Linked DNA regions of Mus musculus: region 1 is linked to region 2. A link is a contact called in public HiChIP or PLAC-seq data. All regions are on one chromosome and are shown on one strand. The core of a region is the stretch at or near the end of the contact, and the rest is flanking DNA. Distances in the headings are between cores, read along the strand shown. Region 1 holds the start of Frmd5 (FERM domain containing 5). Region 2 overlaps Frmd5 (FERM domain containing 5).

Region 1 (6,980 bases), core at 3,144-5,643, 42 kb after region 2:
AAGCACCTTTGCCTGCTGAGCCATCTCACCAGCCCAATTTCTTACAGTTTAAAGAAAGGCTCTAATAAAAATTTAAACTACCCCAGGATGGACTTTTACAACTTCATTGAGACTAATTAGAAATCATGTAAGACAACTTATTATTTAATCTGACTTATTTTCCTTTAAAAAAAATGAAGTTTTTTCCAATTCTACTTTGTGTTTAGATGTCCCTCATTAAAAAAAATTTTTTTCCAAGTCATTTTTTGTTATGAAATAAGCATTATATTTCCATTATATAGATGAGGAAAGTAAGGTAGAAAGATAGGGAGTCAGAATATGGAGTAAACAAGAGTAAGAATTAGAATACATTGGTTTAAATACAGTCAAACCACCTACTAACAGTAAGTAAATTCCTTTGACCTCTGAGACCTGTCTTTTCATCTATAAAACAGAAGCCATACTATCCACCTCTTTCCTGTAAGGCACAAACAGTGTCTAACAGAATGCTCAGTGCATAATTAGCCATTCAGCACAGGGCCCACCCACCAACCTACCATGCCATTTTCTTCATTTGGTACAATGGCTATATAATCAATCCATAATGCCATTGTGAGGGAAATGAGGTACAGACGGTGAATGCAGAGGTCCCTGGCAAGCCCAGGACTCTGCTCGTTTGTTCTCTTGCTCCCTCATTCCTGGTCTCAAAATGTCTAGCTGAGCCACAATCAAATGCAAACACTGGCCCCTAGGTAGAACTGCCTCTGCACACAGGCTTATTTATAACACTAACAGAACAATCTGCTTAACCTGACTGCTTAATCTGTGATTTAAATATGTCTCAAACAAAATCTAACTCATTTCTACGGTGGCTTTATAATTCAGTTATCACCTCCAAAATATTATAATACCTCTTTTGAAAATACTTATTTGTCCAAAAGATATTGCTACTATGTCTGCAACATATCCTTAATAATACATAACTATTAATACATAATACATAAACATAATACATAAGCATGTCTAGACATTTGTATTATCCCATTAAGGTTGACTTCAAAGATACTAGTTAGTCTTTTCATTTTTCACGTTTTCTATTTTCTCCCAAATAAAAAGTCAGGTAGTAAATGTGGTAGATGAATATAGATTTGCATAAAAACAGAAGACTGAGAAATATGGATCAGATCTGACTGTATGAGGCAATGACCTTCAAAACTGGCTATTAGCACTGTTCTTCATGGGGGAACAATTACACTACAATCCTCCTATGTATACTTTCATTTCTCCTGATCTACGAATGCATTTCCATATCAGAAAGGATAAAAGAGTAGGCTGGTGACTGGGAGAACCTTCTTTGCAACGATAGAAGGCATTCTGGTTACCTGAATCATTACATCCTAAAGGCCAGCCCACTGTATCTGCATTATGAAATGCCGCTAAACCAATACCTTGACAGAACTGCCTTATGACTGAAATTTACCAAACATGGCTTTCATGACACCAACCGATGATACATTTCTAATTCTGTATTGCCCTACATGGTCTCTGGTTATTTCAAAAGCCATAAAAATATTTCTAAAATTGACACCGTTTCTAAATGAAAGTATAACATTTTAAGAAAAAAGGCATGCAAATCATCACCAAAAGATTTAATATACAGTATTGCCATTCTCAAAGTATTAATAATAATGTTTAGCTAAATAGGGAGCCCACGCCTCCCTTCCATATTAAAAACTGTACCGAGTGTTTAACAAGCAAGCACATGTGGGCACACACATATGGGCACACACACAACACAGAGTAGAAATATAAAAAGGAAAAGTTGCTAAGAAAAGCTCAATCTCTAAATGCTTTGTTTGAAAAACTGCATATAAAAATATTAGAATCATATACTGTCTTTTTTCGAACCTTTTCTCATCTGGATAAAAACAAAAGCAAAGCAACATCTAAATAGTAATGTAAAAAAAAAATGGCAAATGTGCTACAATTCCTCTATTTTAGAGGCTACACCAAAACCACCATATACAATGGTTAAGACATCTAGACTGTGCATGGGAGACATGATTCTTATAACATCATAAAAGCAACAAAAAATAAACACAAACACAGTAGAATATAGTAAGCATTACTCCGATAAGTCCAACTTAACTTTAAAGCATTCTTTTTTTTTTCTCCATGACAATAAGAACCATCACCAATTACAATATTAATCAACCTCACCTGCTCAAGGAAGAATAAAAAGTTGCCTTTCCTGAGACCTAAAACCACAAGGTTATCAAACATTTTCAGAGGAGTGGTGTTTCATTTGTACTCTATACCTTGACAAAAGTTAATGATCTACTAAGAAATGTTATGTTACTATATACCACAAAGGTATTCTTAAGATTTATGAAACCTAAACCTCACACTGCCCTCGGCAGGCTATTTTACACATTTGTTAAATTTTTATGCCATTTTTTTAAAGTCAAGACTTTTAAAGCTCTTGACAATGTACTCAAACTGAGAAGGTGTCAATTCCATGCTTTCTCCTCCTCCATTAAAACAAAACGGGGGGGGGGGTGTACATAGAAACAATGACACCATAGAAACAAAAAGTAGCAAGCCACTATGGAGTTGGGAAATAATACATACCATCTCTCCATCACGGTTAACTACAAAAACCCTTTCATTTCATGGCTCGCATTTTTATGGGCATTTAATCTATATTAAGTAGACTTCAAAAGGAGTCTGTGCTGAATCTCTACTCTCCTGGATCTTTGGCAGCAATCAGCACTTAAGCTCAGGGCTTGGGGTGAGGGGCGGGGGGGGGGGGGTGAGAGGGGAAGCGGGGCGGGGGGGCAGGTTTCTGGGGAAGAGGTTGAACTGAGCACAGTCAGCATTAAGCATCTACTCTCTACCCAGGGTCTTTCTCACAAGTCTCTCTCTCTCTCTTTTTAATGGTATTGTGATCTATTAGCAAGACGATAGATAGATGATAGACAGACAGACAGACAGACAGACAGACAGACAGAAGATAGATGGGGGCACCCTGAGGGTTAAATCTAGGCAGGCTCCCCCCCACACACACACACACATCTGTGCTTAGAAGCCTCCTCCAGGTTCTTGCAGGAAAGGAAAGGGATCAGGTGAGACCCTTCTGGGTCCAACTCAAATTTTCTTCTCCACAAAGAGCAGTTTTTGGCGGTGAGCGCAGGGTCCTCTGGTTGAAGAACTAAATCTGTGAGCATGGTCAGTGTTTTCAACCTCTGACTTTACAAAGGACAGACTGCATTCCTGGGGAAAACCATATTAGACTCCTGACGCGCCACACAGCAGTAGTGAAGGAACACAAGCAAGGGGTTGTAAAAACCAGGTTCTGAAAGAAATGCTGTGTGGCATTATTGCATTGTTGGCTTTTCCCTAAGTCCCCGACTCCTTCCAGCCACTGCTAACCTCCAAATCTCTGTGACTTGTTGCTAAATCTTTGCCTCACGCCCCCCACCCCCAGAAATAACCAACACGCTGAGATTTGGGGGTCAAAAGACAAGGAAGGGAGCTAGAGCCTCAAAGCACAGAGGGCTGGGCGCCTTCAATAGGCCACTCTGCATGGGCTGCGCGTTCCGTCTGACTCACAAACGCTCAGGAGAAATTATGACATAAACCTTTATCCTTCCAACCAGGGAGATAAAGGCTGGCTGGCGGGCCTGGCGGGGCCGGGGGAGCCTCAGCCCGCACCCCTCGACGGGGCGGCCCGGGCAGGCGTCTCCCGCCCTACACGCCTAGCTCAGGATGCCCGCCCAAGGTGCTGCCTATCCGCTGGCTGAAGAAGCCGAGACCCGGGGTCCCCCGCCCGAGAAGGCGCAGAGCAGGAGTTGCAGGTGCGGGACGCGACTCACCCCGCAGGGGCGCGCGGCGCGTGGTACCAGTGCCCGGCTGAGCTCGGGCTGGGATGCCGCGCGCCGGGCGGTGCGGCTGCGGGGCGGACAAAGCGCCGCGCCGGGGTTAGAGCTGGAGCGACCCCGGGCGGCGGACCCCGCCAACTTGGCCGAGTCTGGGGAGCCGGATCCCGCGAGCCGGCGGGCGGGCGGGCGGGCGGCGCGGCGCTGACCTGGATGGTGCAGGTGTACTCGCTGTCGTCCAGCAGCCGCACGGTGCAGCTGTACTCGCGCTCCAGACTCCTGCTGCTGCCGCTCATCAACCTGCTCAGCATCTTCCCGCCCGCTCGCCCGTCCTCGGGAGCGACGCGGCGGCGCTGCGGACTCCGGACCCGTCGCCCCTCAGCGCGGCAGCTCCGCGCCGGCCCTTAGCACCTGCACCATCACCCTGACCGGATCGCCACCGCTGCTTCCTCCCGCCCCACTCTTCTTCCTTCTACAGAGCCACCACCGCCTCCCCCAAACCCCAAGCAAGCTGGGTTCTCTCCCGGGCGCCCCACTGCCCGTGCCCAGCTCATGGGGCGGGGCCTAGGTAGGGGGCCAATGGAGGTCAGCGCGGCGGAACCGATTAGCAGGAGGAAGATCCAATCAGAATAAGGAATGGGGATGATGAGCGGGCGGAGGAAGCAATCATCGCAAAACAGCAGTAGTGAGCCCAGTCGGGCCAGCCCCCTAGCGCCCCAAGCCCTGGCTCGCTCCCTTCGCGGGCGGTGGTTGGTATGGATGCTGTTTGTCCTGGACCGGGCCATGTGTGGACACTTCACGAGATCGGTGTCTACAACCTGGAATAACATTTGAGCTGTTTCAGGAGTCAAGACTTGCACCCTGCAACACCCGGTTCTTGCTCTCTTGGAAGCCAAAGCGAGGAGGCGGCACCTGCAGAAAACAGTCACCCACATTCCCGACCTGGCGGCTCTCCCCACCTGTGCGCTGCCCTAAGTCAGCTCCATGGGCCCCTGTGCCTCGAGCACCCTTATTTTAGTGAACATCTGTTTTACAATAGCTATTTACTCTGGTGCAACCACAGAAGCTTGTAAGCGCCCGCGTTTAGCGCTTAGAAAACCCTACGCTCTAACCCTTCTTTTATTTTCAGAAGACAAAAGAAGGCTGAGGTGTGCTCCTTAGCTGGGCAGGGAACAGGAACTGGTGGACCTTTCCTTGTACTTTTAGAAAGAATTATTACATCTTCAGACGTCTGCAACAAAGCACAATGGTCAGGAGCTGTATTGCACAAAGAACCGGGGGGGGGGGGGAAATGCCTCCTTTCCTTTGTGTCCTCCCCATCGGCAGACTTAAAAGTTCCTTTCCACAACTTCGCTAAGAGACAGCCACCTTCAAAGATTTTATTATTAATAATACCAATGTGTGCCTGTGCATGGAATATGAACACTTAGGTACCACGTACGAGTGTGAAGGTCAGAGGACAACTTTGTGGAATCAGTTCCATCCTCCCACCTTTATGTGGTTTCAGTGATTAAACGGATGGCCAGACTTGCCTGACAAGCTATCCCACTGGCTCTCTCTACCTTCAAAGATTTCACTGAAAGGAAATGTTAAATAGGAGTTAGGTTGGAATAGGGGTGTAACCCAGTGGTAGAGCTCTTTCCTAGCAGGTGACAAGATCCAACATTGAAACAATGTCAATCCAAAACATTAGTACTGTGAGAAATATATTCGTTTAAAATAATGAATTATTAATTTCTCATTACATGTATGCTCTTACTATATCAGCATAACACATAACTATTAAAACCCCCTATAGTAGACTAGAAAGAATTCTAACCGTTTTGGGGGGGGCCAGGGGGGCTCAAGACAGGAGCTCACTGTGTAGCTCTGGCTGTACTCAAACTCACTATGTAGAGCAGGCTGGCCTCCAACTCACAGTGATCCACTTGCCTCTGCCACCATCCCACCCCCACTGAGTGCTGGGGTTAAAGTCATGCACCTCTATGCCTGAATCCTATTTTAATTTTAAAATGATTTTGTCTACATGTTTGCCTGAATCAAATCCAAGACTTTGCATTTGCTAAGGATTGGTAGTAGCTCTAATATTGAGCTACATCCCATACTTTTGCATTTTTGAGACAGTTTTATTATGTAGCTCAGATAACCTCAAAATGGATCCCCTTCAAGTTCTTCAGTGTTTGAATTAGAGGTGTTTGACTTTAACAGTGTGTTTTGCTAATATCTTTGAATTTCAATACCACTACCACCCCATATCACCTTAGTATTGCGGACTGCTCCCTTGCTGCATTTAGTAGCCATGGGAAGATGTTCCTCTTTTCAATGCACTCCTAAAATAGTTATGAGGCTAAAACCAAGCAGTCAAATGCTCTGTCTGTTTCACAACCTGGACAGTAGCTGGGACCTGGAATACAGAGGCAGGCATTCTATAAATGATGAACTGATAAATGGAATGATAGGTATGCTATCCCATCTACAACTCCAGAAAGATCCATGAAGAAACTAGGAGCTTCAGGAAGGTCTCATAGAGGAGCATAAGCGTTACTGCGTCGAAAGGAGAGTCGATTAAGTCCAGCCTTGTTGTGTAACTGGGAGAGATGGAAATTTTCAAGCAGGAAGCACTTTTGTCGAAGGCAAAGTTACTATTTGTTATAAAATCTAAAAGAGGAAGGAAAAATATCCAAGAAGCTAGAGGAAACCCATTAGTGTACTGATAGGGATGTACCTCTAACAGGTTATGCAAATAAGCAGCTGTTGGGATAAAAAGGCAAAGCACCATGAATCCAGGCAGCCAGGAGGAACTGAATGCCCCGAATGCTGTCTCCAAAGTAAGATGGTAGACGCAGTCAGGAAGGGCAAGATGGTGGCTGTTATGCAATGTTTCAAGTAGCATCCCAGCTTAGTCAAAGATCTCCTTAGATTAAGATTCACCCATCATTGTGCATATGATGCATCTGCAAGCTGTCCTTTGCTCCTGGATACAGAGCAGAGTGTGGAAAAACAATGAAATACTAGAGTCTAGTGCATGCCTTTAAAATATGAGCAGGAGTCCGGGGGAGACTGGAAAGTCGAACTGAAAAAATACTGTGCTTATTTTTTCACAAGTTTATTGAGCCCAGTACA
Region 2 (6,809 bases), core at 2,277-4,776:
CTTGAGTTCTACAGCCTCCTCGCTGCTGGAAAACGTTCTGAAGTCATGGGCGAGCATCTCAAATGTCCTCTTCCAGATATCATTTGTATGTTCACTTCATGAACAAGTAAGGCCTTAATGCCACCACACGGTGTAGTCTTTCCCGTATCACCACAGTGTCTCCCCCTTGGGTACAGCACCTGGGTGCAGGTCTCAATAGCAGATCTTAACTGCTGCTCTAATTCCTTAACATTTGGTTGTATCAAAGAGGTGGCAATGGAGGAGAGATGTTGCTGTGCTTCTGGGATGAAATTCACCAATAAAAGGAAAATAGTAGGAGCATTATCAATAAGCAAAACTGGACGTTACTCTCAGATCAGGAGTTCGCAATTCTGTTGGCACAGCAATTCAAGAGGGTGTCTTGGAAAAGGGTCTAGATCTTGAGAAGCTTCTTTTCCAGGGCATGAGTCAAGGCCTGATCCTTGATACGCCAACTCATGAAGGACTTTATTCCTAGCAACATCACCCCTAAGCAACATTGATGTCGTGTCCAAAAGCCTTGAGACCTGACATTGACTTGGCTTCCTCACAGATTCACATCCTTTCAAGTGGCCATGTTTAGAGTTTCCATCCAGACTGAAGGCATGCTCTGGCCAGGACCCTCCGTCCACCCTCAGCATATGTAATGCAGCCCCCATACACTCCCAGCTCACTTTCACATTAGGTAAGAAACAATGACTCTCACCCAGAGCTGGCCACACAGGCGACAGACAGCGTAGTTAGGTCCAGCCTTTTCTTGCCACATCACAGCCTGTACATGAATGCAGGTACTATACTTTTCCACACCTGGCAGCCAGATCTGTTTAAAGCAGCATTGCCACAAATAAAAGGAGTATTTCTACTCTGACATTATAGCAGCATATTGCTAGGGAATAAGAATTTTTCAGTGCTGGGCAGTGGTGGCGCACGCCTTTAGTCCAGGCAGAGGCTGGAGTTTGAGGCCAGCCTGGTTTACAGAGTAAGTTCCAGGGCAGCCAGGGCTATACAGAGAAACCCTGACTCGAAAAACCAAAAACAAACAAATAAACAAAACAAAACAAAAAAAGGATTTTTCAGCTCCATGATAAACTTATGAGATCACCATCACCAACCAAAAAGTTCCTAGGCAGTTCAAATATATATGCACATAAGCATGTATAGTTAGATATAAAGCCTGTTAATAAACAAATATATTTAAAGTAAAATAAGACATGTATAAAAATTTACTACATACTAACTCTCAGGGGTAGTATCAATAATCTCTAAGACAAACACACCAGTCATTCTTTATGTACATGGTAAATAATTAAAAATCAGTAATAAGGTCAGGTAATGGTGGGACACGTCTTTAATCCCAGCACTCAGGAGTCAGAGGCAGTTAGATCTCTGTGAGTTTGAGGGCAGCCTGGTCTACACAGTAAGTTCAAGAAACCCTATCTCAAAAACCAAAACAAGACAAAAATCAATGATAAAAAGTACTTAAAATATCCTTGTGTTTGGAAAATAGTGATCTAAAATTAAGTGAGAATAAAAATACGTAGTGCTAAAACTGAGCAACAATAAAAGTAGCATATATCCAACACTGTAAATATGCAGCTAAAGGGACCAAGGGGAACAGTGAAAACATAATAAAGATGTCTGCTGTTGAAAACACAAGGCATGAGAACTAAAATGGAACATCAAAGCTGTTATTATTTTTATATTGTCACTAATCTTATTTTTAAAATCCAAGAGAGAGATGGGCATTGTGGTACACACCTATAACCGGATAACCGGAGCACTCAGGAGGCAGAGGAAAGGATTCAAGCCAGCTTGGACAACACATATTTTAATTTTTTTTCTTTTCTTTTTTTTTTTTTTTTTTTTTGTTTTTTTTTTGTTTTTCGAGACAGGGTTTCTCTGTATAGCCCTGGCTGTCCTGGAACTCACTCTGTAGACCAGGCTGGCCTCAAACTCAGAAATCTGCCTGACTCTGCCTCCCAAGTGCTGGGATTAAAGGCGTGAGTCACCACTGCCCAGCTTAAATAAAATTTTACAGTTGACTGAGGTTGTAGCTCAGTGGTCTTGGTTTCAATTGCTGCTACCACAAAACAAATAAACCTATCTACCCTAAACTCAAAATCCTCTCATCTTAGCCTCCCAGGTGGTATAAGTATATGCCATTGTGTCCAACTAATAGAAAAATGAAGTGGCTTTTATAAAGAAACTAATTATAACAGCTATAAGCATTACAGGGTAACTGAGGACAAAACAGCATTCAACGACTATGTGCCAGAGCTACCAGACAAAAATATAGTATCTTATTGATCACAAATAGAAATACTTGATAGAATAAATTCAGTTCTCTTCAAATCATCATTATAAACTCAACAATAAAAACCTGACAGTGAATATGGAACTTGAAAATATCATTCTAAAACTCACACAGTTTTAAAGAATAAAATACAATAATTTAAATGGTATGGTTCTAGCTTAAGGGACAGCACAGACCAATGGAACAGAAAAGCAGACTGTCTGGTGCTTATGCAGAAATCTGACGTTGTAGAGTAGCGTGGCAAGTTAGGGAAGAATAACTTGTCCAAAACAAAGGACCCAGGATAACTGGCTACACACAAGGCACATGGGATCTCTCCCCCATAACAAAATAAAAGCAGTAGAAGAAAGAAAAACTTTCCAAGAGAATTAAAACACTGTAGCCGCTTTGACATATTTTCTTGATACGATTTCTTGATTCTCAACAGTTCTCCTTGTTCCTCCTCAAGGGCATCCTGTACCCAGCACTGAATTCACCTTGTCATTTTGAAGCTGCAGGATGGAGTAGGAACATCACTTTCTACCTTGTTATTAGGCTTCTGGTAACACCGTCTGCCTGATGACCACTGCACTTGCAGGCGGGCTGCTACAGAGCTTTATTGGTGTCAGGGAGATGGCTGATACAGAGGTGATTCCCTGAATCCCAGCACTCCCATGGGGTGATGGGAAGTGAGGACAGGAGAATCAGCCAGAAGCTGAGGACCAGCTACCCAGAAGTACTCAGTGTGGCAGCAGAATCAAGAAAGACCCAACAAGGTGGAAGGTAGAGCTGACTCCCAAACGACAGGCATGCCGTGGCACACACCCACCCATTCTCATTGCACATGAAGTAAATAAATAAATAAAATATATTTTCAAAAGTGCTAAGTCATACCCACTGCACACCGGTTAAGCCTCTCACATCTTAGTCTTTTGCAGAGAGCTTTGTATCTCCTCCATGTGTAAGGAAGGCCTTTAGTCTTCCAGTTACTGGTTGTTCTATAGTTAGGCCCATTGTCCTTGTCTGCGGTGACCTTTCCCATGATCACGTTGTCATCAATACACTAGGTTAGTCACCAAATCAATATGCTTTCTATCAAAGGATTGTCTGAAGAATTGATTTAAAATGATCAGAACACCCTAAGGCCTAACAGAAAGCTTCCTCCTCCATGGACTCCTTGGTTCCAATTGACTTAATTACCTCAGCGTTTTGTCTATGGCTTTCCTTCAGGCCTCCGAAGCGTCCATGGAATGTGCTTGCTCTGCCTCTTCTGGGCTTACTGTTGCTAATTACTTCATTTGCATAATCTGCTAGATGGCTACTAAGCCTAAGAAGTAAAACATAATTTGGTTCTAGTGAACTCATAGACACCTAAAAGAACTCAAACTTCTCACCTTAAATCCTCACAAACCACTTAGTAATAATTTTATGTACACATATGAAAAATTAGCACATTTTGCAAAGAGACAAAATTATAAAGACTATACTTTTATAACTTAATTACTACAGCCTCTACGGGGGAACATATAATTATAAAAATGTCTCTTCACAATGAAATTTTCTTCAAAATCCATCACTTCTAAAAATAACTTGTAAATCTAAAAGATGGCCTCCTTAGGGGCAAAGGACAAAATTTGATAGGAAAATAGATATAAGACTAAAACTAAGTCATGCAAATTACTTCAATAAGCCAGGGTTGGTAGCACACACCTTTAATCTCAGCACTCAGGAGGCAGAGGCAGGTGGATCTCTATGAGTTTGAGGTTAGCCTGGTCTACATAGGGAGTTCCAAGCCAGCCAGGACTACACAGTACTCTGTCCTCACCCTGTGCCAAAAAAGGAAGAAAACTAAAGTTGCATTGATAGAGTCCTATGATATCAGCTCAGGGAGTTAAAGCAGGGAGACCCCAAGTTCAAGACCAGCCTGAGCAACAGTGAGGCTTCTCAATAAAAGTATAAGAGCTAGGAATGTGGTTCAGGGCTGGGGAGATGGCTCAGTGGTTAAGAGTACTGACTGTTCTTCCAGAGGTCCTGAGTTCAAGTCCCAGCAACCACATGGTGGCTCACAACCATCTGTAATTAGATCCGGTGCCCTTTTCTGGTGTGTCTGAAGACAGCTATAGTGTACTCACACGCATTAAATAAATAAATACTTTTTTTAAAAAAGAAAAAAGGAATGTGGTTCAGTGATACAACACATCCCTAGGTTTAATTTCCAGGGATGAATTTTTTTTTTTAATTCAAGTTAAGAAAAGGTACCCTAAGATGGTTCATAACAGGAGGTAAACAATGTGTTCTAAGTGCTGATGGAGTTCTAACACTCAGCTCCAAAGATGATGAGGTATCTGCCTGGCCACAAAGGATCTTCCACACATTACACCCAAATCCTGACACCAGAGGATAGAAAATCGTACGCCACCTACACGAAGCGGGCTTATTTGCTCTTCTTGTTGGATTTGCCAATAATGCCTATGATACTTAACTTCTTTAAACAAAACTATAACATTTATTTGGGGAGAGGGTGACACATACAGGACACTTGGAGGTCATGGAGGACAACCTGCAGGAGTAAGTTATTATGAGTTAGTTCCTTTCCACATGGGCCCTTAGGGACTGAAGTCAAGTTATCAAACATGGCGGCAGGTGCCTCTGCCTGCTGAGTCATCTCCTGCTGGCCCCGGAATTTACTGCTATCTGTTCTCAGTGATGTACAAATGAGAATTGTTTCTGGAACTAAGAAATCAGCTATCAGGGCTGGAGAGATGGCTCACTGGCTACTGCTCTTCAAGAGAACCCTGATTCAATTTCCATCATCCAAATGGCAGCTCACATATCCAGTCTCAGGGAACCTGATGCTCTCCTCTGGTCTCCACAGGTACACACAGAAACACAGACGTACATGCAGGCAAAACACACATACATGTTAAGTATGTGTGGGAGGGGAGGGGAGGGGAGAAAGAAGCTACCTGTAAGGACTTTGTATATCACAAGGATGAGCACACAGACAAAGTTTCTCATCGACCACAAAAATTTATGGGATAGGCTACTTTGCCATAAGAAGCCAGTTTTTAAGTATTTGATTACAAAATAATCTTTATGACTCAGTTACCGACAGAATTTAATTCTGAGACAAAATAAACATTTTGTCTTCTATTACAATAGAGGGATCAGAACACATTATTAAATATATTCCTGACAGTAGATAGTAATTGCTCTTTTTACTATTTTTTTAAGGTTCTGGGATCAAACACGGGGCCTTACTCATGCTAGGCTAGTCCTAAGCATTCCCAGTTACAAATGAGAAACTGGGATACAAAATTAAAAGCTAAAAATCAGCAAGCAGCTACTACACATGACCATGAAAGTCCCAAAGCATCTTAGTGTCTGATGCAACAAGTATTTCTGTCTGCTTCTCTTTGCTGTTTCTTTTCCATGAGGAACTAAGCAAAAATGAACAAATCATGTAGTATTGCTATGTGTTTATCTGTGCTATACTCTAAGAATCCTGAGTAGAGTTGGCGAGCTGAAGTATAAGCAAACAGACAAGCTGTACAGAGGGAAAGACTGGCCAAAAAGGACCCAAGGTTTAAGCCTAGTGAAGATGGAGACAGAACCGAGGTCACAAGTCTAATCTACACTGGGACCTCTCTCCCAAGTGGCACTCATATCGTCATCATCATCATCAGACACTCAGGCATTTTACAAAGCCTTAAAGCTACAGGGAGATTAAAGATGAACTGGACTCCTAAAGCCACAGGATTGAAGAATTCAGAGAGTTTCTTGATACTGTCTGCCTTGGGCTTTCTAGTGCTATGATAAAACCCCATGACCAGAAGCAACTTGGGGAGGAGAGGGTTTACTTCATCTTACAGTTCCACATCATAGTCCATTATCAAAGGAAGTCAGAGTAGGAACTCAAGGCAGGAACCTGAAGGAAGGAACTGAAGCAGAAGGTATTGATGGATGCTGCTCACTGGCTTGCTTGCTCCTCATGGCTTACTCGGCCTGCTTTCTTATGTTAGCCAGGACCACCAGCCCAGAGTTGGCACCACACACAGTGGTTTGTATGCTCCCGCATCAGGCTTGCCCAGAGTCCTATCTGGTGGAGGCATTGTCGCAGTTGAGGTCTCCCTCTTCCCAAATGACTCCAGCCTATGTCAAGATGACAAAACCAGCCAGCACAAGGACCCTCTGTCACTCCGCCTCTTACATGTGCACAGACTTTTGAGTGGCTGGCACAAACTCCCAAGGTGAAGCACAAAGTCAGAATTAAGAACTGTCTACATAAGACCTGGAGTTCTATTCCCAGCAGCAGCAGAAAGGGAAGGGGAGAGGGAGAGAAGAATTGAGGAAAGGTGTTTTCTCACCACATTACCAGCCTTCCAGCTCTTTTTTTTTTTTTTCCAAACATGATAGCTTTGACTTTAACAAACAAAACAAAACAAGGGGCTGGAGAGATGGCTCAGCGGTTAAGAGCACTGACTGCTCTTCCAAAGGT

What was found. HiChIP or PLAC-seq counts read pairs in DNA pulled down with a chosen protein or histone mark.
Region 1: a contact with region 2 is called in an H3K27ac HiChIP or PLAC-seq map of embryonic stem cells, with 8 read pairs. The contact joins the promoter of Frmd5 here to the enhancer-like site in region 2. A contact is called at or near these places in 8 of 484 Hi-C or Micro-C datasets (the C2C12 cell line, cerebral cortex, embryonic stem cells and 3 more), 4 of 115 datasets of contacts at active chromatin or transcription factors (all in embryonic stem cells) and 2 of 9 other capture datasets (adipose tissue and pancreatic islet).

Annotation. Positions count from the first base shown.
Region 1 is chr2:121,802,664-121,809,643 of GRCm38.p6, forward strand. Frmd5 (FERM domain containing 5) reads right to left here and starts at 4,394. Exons shown (of 14, transcript NM_001360084.1): 1 at 4,067-4,394. The coding sequence starts at 4,168.
Region 2 is chr2:121,761,520-121,768,328 of GRCm38.p6, forward strand. The region is part of intron 1 of Frmd5 (FERM domain containing 5); the gene reads right to left. Among named protein-coding and RNA genes, the nearest start is that of Frmd5, 42 kb to the right of the region's middle. Within about 2 kb of position 3,527, at least 10 of the 459 cell types and tissues checked have an H3K27ac peak or open chromatin away from gene starts, as enhancers often do. A contact at or near this core is called in embryonic stem cells, where this site is marked.